2 separate regions of the Hordeum vulgare genome follow, and region 1 is linked to region 2. The links are chromatin contacts, called in public Hi-C maps. All regions are on one chromosome and are shown on one strand. Each heading gives the region's core, a stretch centred on a gene start, on an enhancer-like site or on the middle of the called end of the contact. The rest is flanking DNA. Distances are from core to core; before and after follow the strand shown. Region 1 holds the start of LOC123427376 (GATA transcription factor 6-like). Region 2 has its middle 65 kb from the start of LOC123428666.

The links. A called contact is a pair of places that touch in the nucleus more often than the background predicts.
Region 1: a contact with region 2 is called in a Hi-C map of seedling, with 3 times the contacts expected there. The contact joins the promoter of LOC123427376 here to the enhancer-like site in region 2. A contact is called at or near these places in 1 of 6 Hi-C or Micro-C datasets (seedling) and 1 of 1 datasets of contacts at active chromatin or transcription factors (embryo).

Annotation. Positions count from the first base shown.
Region 1 is chr2H:571,874,977-571,877,761 of MorexV3_pseudomolecules_assembly, forward strand. LOC123427376 (GATA transcription factor 6-like) reads left to right here and starts at 1,518. Exons shown (of 3, transcript XM_045111401.1): 1 at 1,518-1,889; 2 at 2,138-2,437; 3 at 2,550-2,785. The coding sequence starts at 1,533.
Region 2 is chr2H:571,364,010-571,366,868 of MorexV3_pseudomolecules_assembly, forward strand. No RefSeq gene overlaps it. Among protein-coding and RNA genes, the nearest start is that of LOC123428666, 65 kb to the left of the region's middle. Within about 2 kb of position 1,487, at least 3 of the 3 cell types and tissues checked have open chromatin away from gene starts, as enhancers often do. A contact at or near this core is called in seedling, where this site is marked.

The DNA.
Region 1 (2,785 bases), core at 268-2,767, 510 kb after region 2:
CATGTTGATAACTACATCAGACTTGAGTGTGATGGGCATGGCAAATGATTAGAAGGTCGAATCGCTTTGGCGATCGCCCTAGTGTGACAATGTGCACTCCTTAGCACCGAAAATTGGCCTGAGGTGAGTTGCCTCGATGATAAAGGTATATCCCTCCTCGTAGTGCCACACGGCTGTGCATGTGGTTGTCCAACCCACGTACGAATGAGGCAGCTAAGTAGTTGGCACTAATAGAGGGTTGCGGTACATTTTGCACCTCCCGGGCGGATCCAGCTACCCAGGATGTTAAAACAGTGGCCTACCTCGGTGTCGGGGTGGCAATGCAAGAGGTTGTTATAGGAAGAAGGAGGCAGGTCACGTCGTGGCATGGAGAGGAGGGGGATGGCGACGTCATGGATGAGAGGGGAGGTGGTGAGGAGAGGGGTGCGCGGGCTTCACCGTGGCATGGAGGGGAGGGGGATGGCGATGTCATGGATGAGAGGGGAGGTGGTGAGGAGAGGAGTGTGCGGGCTTCACCATGGCATGGAGGGGAGGTGCCTAGGGAGATGGCAACGTCAATGCTATGGTGGGGAGATGAGATGCATCAACAATCCGTGATTGGTTGGTTGTGCGAGCACAGAAGAAGACAGCTGCGTGGTGTGTGAGTGATAGGAGTGACTGCTTTTTTCATGTAAAAAAAGAAGGACGAGCTTCTATACGTTGACATAAATGCCACATAGCATAACAAGTCATGTTTTTTGAAAAAATACAAATCAAATGGTCTATAGATAGCCTATAATTTAAAACTCATCAAAATCAGGACGCGGCTCACATTATGCCATGCAATGAAGCTGAAGACATCATTCCTCACATTGTTAAAAAAATATCTTAAACACATCATATTGTTCTTAGTTTATAAGGGATAATTATTTGAATCATTGAAGTGGATTTCAATTAGTACTTCTCATCGTTATATGCTACTCCATAATTTCTATGCATTATTAATTTCTATATGCATCGTTAAGGCACGTACTATATGATGAAAAAAAAGGAAAGACGTGCACGGAACCTCGGCATATCCGGCGGCGGATGGAAGGAATTCAAAGGGCGCCCATCCTGCGCAAATCCAGTCCGAACCTTTCCGCACCCGCGTTTCAAAACACCAAAAATGACTACCCTCGGACCGGAGGGAATGCCCCGCGCCGGGCCCACCACGTGTCCCCCGGGCCACCACTAATCGCTCACCCACTTTATTACCTTAACCCACAGACCCCGAAGAAAAGAAAAGAACCGCCCCGTCGTCTCGTCGCGCACGCAACGCAGCACGACAATCACGACGGGCGGGCGGTGGAAAACAGAGACGAGACCGCTCCCCGTGCTGTTATGTTACTGGTAGCGTCATTTCGGCTTCTTTTCCGGCTCCGTTTCCTCCTTTTTCATTAAAAGTATTTTATAAAGAAGAAGAGTTCGACGGCCAGGGTCTCCGATACCAAGAAGATAGCAGCGAGGTGGCGACATAAAATAAAGATACATAGAGATAGAATAGAAACGGAATGAGGGGGGAGAGCACCAAAGGCCAAAGAAAAAGAGCGGACGAAAATTTGGAGTGCGGGTGGAGGGAAGAGTGTGCGGGACGGACGGGAGGAGTGAAATGCAAGAAAGGGGAGGGGGCGCCGCGTGAGGAAGGAAAGAGTGCATTTGTTGTGCCCACGGACTCTGGCAGCCATTCAATGCTCCACCAAACGCTCATCCCTTCTTCCCCCCTTCCCCTGCCCCTCGCCTTCTCCGCCTCCGCTTCCTCCGACCCTCCCCTCCTCTTCGCCCCCGCCGCCAACCCCGCCGCCGCCGCCGCAGCAGCTCCCCTTCGCTCCTCAGCCATGCCGTCCTACGCGCACCACCACAGCTCTCTGGTAAGGAGGGGACGGGGCTGGAGATTACGAGCGGCGAAAGAAAAGAGAGAGAGAGAGAGAGAGAGAGAGAGAGAGAGAGAATCTTTTCTTGATTTTTTCTTCTTATTTTGTTATCAGTTTCTTTTTTCCGGAGACGGAAGAAACCAGGCGCTCTTTCTCTTTCTCTGAACTTGTGGTTCTTGGCTCCTGGAATTGGGAATTCATGGTTTTCCTGTGTGTATGTGTGCGCCTTCTTTCGGGCCGCGAAGGACGAGCGGATGGACGCGCTCAAGGGCAGTGGCCGGCACGAGGAGACGGCCGACGAGGTCGCCGCCGCCGACGCGCCGCCGGCCTGGGGCTTCGCCGAGAGGGACGGCTTCTCCGTCGAGGACCTGCTGGACCTCGAGGAGTTCTGCGAGCCGGATAAGGACGCCGCCGACGAGCCCGAGGAGGCGCCGCCGGCCGCCGCCGCGAAAGAAGACAAGTTGAACGGCGGGCCCCGTGCCTCCGCCGTGTCGTACGAGCTCGCCCCTCCGGCGCCGCCAGCGCCGGAGATTGTTGACCTGCCGGTGAGGTTTCGCGTCGCCTTTGACCGCTTCTCGCGGCTTTTCCTATGCTTTTGTCGTACGTGGTGAAATTTAATTGATTATTTCTTTGTGCCTTGCCCTGTATTTTCCGCAGGCGCATGACGTCGAGGAGGAGCTCGAGTGGGTGTCCCGTATCATGGACGACTCGCTCTCCGAGCTGCCGCCGCAGCCGGCGCCGCCCGCGTCGATGATGGCGGCGCGCCCGCCGCAGCACCGTCTGCTGCCGCAGCGGCGCCCGCAGGACGGAGCGTACCGCGCCCTGCCGTCCATGTCCGACCCCATGCGGACTCCGACCATATGCGCGCTGTCGACGGAGGCGCTGGTCCCTAT
Region 2 (2,859 bases), core at 237-2,736:
AATTGATCAATGGACTGTTATCTTATTTCACTCATGAGGTAGAGAATGTGGGATCAGATGACAAACTGAAGGTGGTGTTCCATTCTCTTTCTCTACAACAATGCAATCTTACATTCAATACATTCATTCATCAGCAAACAAATTCCCACAAAACAAAATTTCTTGCCGGTGCTTGGCACACGGTTGGAGGCATGGGGAGTGGATCTCACCAGATGATGAGTTCCTGTCAGAGGAGGGGATACGATGAGGGGAGAAAGGGTTAGGCGCCTCTATCTGGCCATAAGGAGTCGCCGTTGCCGCGCCATAACCTCGGAGTTCCCCGTGTGAGCCATGGAGGCCCGCCTCCACCTGCAAGTACTTCGCTCCACCGCGCCTTATCCGCGCGCCGCCGCTGTTCTGCATCGAGCAGACGCATCATCCCAAGTCATTGTAGCTGTCGCGTTGATTTGATCCAGAAGCTGTGCTCGAGCGCCGAAACGAGGGCAGCAAGCGGGCAGAGGTACGACCGCGGAGGCGGGTGGGTTGAGATCGACAACAGTGGTGGTTGAGGTCGGCCGCGGCGGCGAGTGGTGTGGCAGCGGCCTGGGCACAGGCCAGGGTGGACCAGGGTCGACGCGATGCGCTCGAGCGCCGCAATGGGGACAGTGAGCGGGGAGAGGTACATCCGCGGAGGCGGGTGGGTTGAGATCGGCAGCGGTGGCGGTTGAGGTCGGCCGCGGCGGCGAGTGGTGTGGCGGCGGCCTGGGCACAGGCCAGGGTGGCCCAGGGTCGACGGGAGGAGGTGATGCGTACGGGTATAATTTTTACAGCGAATCGTTTTTTCCTTTTGCGTTGCAGATAAATGATGGAGCGCGGGTTGAATAACAAAAATTACAGTTTTTTTATTTATAAAAATACCGTGGTGGGTTTTTCGACGGAAGCAATAGCCGCTTTATTATTAGGTATTAGGTATATATCTATCACAATGACACAACTGAATATAAATGATCTGAAAATTATGTGTGTGTTCGTCGCTCATGTAGACCACAGTACACAAGAAGTAAATAGTAAACCCTAAATTGAAAAATGGGGAATGGTCAATTGGCGAGCTGCCGGAGATGGTACCGCAAATCAGGCAAGGCCGAGCGTCGAAATGTAGACTGGGCGGCTGCCGCTGTTTTGTAGGGGCGCCAGGCGGCATGGGCTAGGCTAGGGCAGGGTCAGGTCGCAGGCACATAGGGTTGCTGCTGGCGCCGAGTGTCGGGCAGGACGCAGTCGCGACGGAGAGGAAGGAGTGGAAGAGCCTCCAGAGTGGTTGGGCATCCATCGTGTGGCGAGGGCAACGAGGTAGGCGAAAACCGAGCGCCCGATGGTTGGGTGTTGAGGATTGTAAGATATCGTTGCTTCTCGCTGTGTCCCGCGTGTGGTGTGCAGGTTATGTGGCGCGTGTGTTGTTTGTTGGGTTAGAGATGTTGTTGGGCCCTTTTTATTTCTCTGGCCCATCTATAATTGTGTATGGTATATAGGCTGGTTCAAAATCCAAGGGTGACCGTGGCCCATCCTGGACACTCTGTAGCTCCGCCCCTGGTCATATATGATCACAAGTTCTGAATTCCCTTTATGTAGCGCCGACTGTGAAAGTATAAGCACGCCTTCTTGTTATACCCTAGTGTGGGTGAGATTTGGCTCATCCTTTGACTGGGACATATGGTGAATGATCTATGCTTGCAGGAAGGGGATGGAGAAGTTTTTGTCCGTGAATTTATTTTGACTCATCACGGAGATATGCTACTGATGGCAGATGTGAACTGTATTTTTTTTTTGAAACAAAGGTAAATGTTTTGCCTCATCAATTAATTAAGAAGAACAGTGAACCGTAACGATCTGATAGCTAGGGCCATGTGGTATGTTTTGTGGACGGCAGCGTGTCACACATGGAGAAATTCTTGCTAAAGTAGCAAGATTGGCAGAGGCTATCTTCACTTTAGAAAAGATTTTTTCAAGGGCAAGAAAGAAAGGTAGCAACCGGGCACTATGGATGAAGAACACCCAAAGGAATGCTTCATAAAACTGAGTGGGGATGCAACGTTTGACTCGGACAAGGGCTCAAGAGGCATTGCTGGAATTATACATGTTTCGGGGAGAGCGAGTTTGTGTGCTCGGACACCATGGTGCCTTTTTTTTAAAACAATCAAAAAACATAATTGAAAGTTTCAAAAAATACTGAAAATAATTCTGTGTAAACTTGTATGTATTCACTACTGATCCATAAAATTTTGTTCCCAAAAAAAAAAAGTAATTTGTAAGCTGTATAAAAAACAATTTTCCGGCCCAAAAAAATCTGGCCCATTTGAAAAATCATATTTGTCTTTTTTTGTACGCCACGTATGAATGTAAAATGAAATGATTTTTTACACATGTGTAGTATTTATGCGTGTGTGTGTTTGTAAAAAAAATTCAGTAAAAAATGTTTTTCTAAAACGGGCATCATGGTACCCATTTCGGGTGGCTTCTTCCTAGCGGCGGCCTATAGCAACATCCCATTGGTTGAGGATGTTGCGACGGCGTAGGCGCGAGGACACATAGATGGCCTCATCTTGACAGGTGATATGTGCTGTAACAATTTGATAATTAAAGCAGACTGTATAGAGGTCATTGAAGTGATGATGACAAATGTGGCCATTCCTTGGGCGGCGATTTTGAAAGAATGTACGTTCTTATGTCGTAGTCTGAATTCGGTTAGTTCCCGTTAGGGCCCTAGGGAGGTCAATATGACGGCGGATGTTTCAGCTAGCAAATCAGAGGACTCTCGAGCTATGGTTTGGCAGATGGAGCCTCCAGATCTCTTGATGGATCTACTAGCAAATGATGTAACTTTAT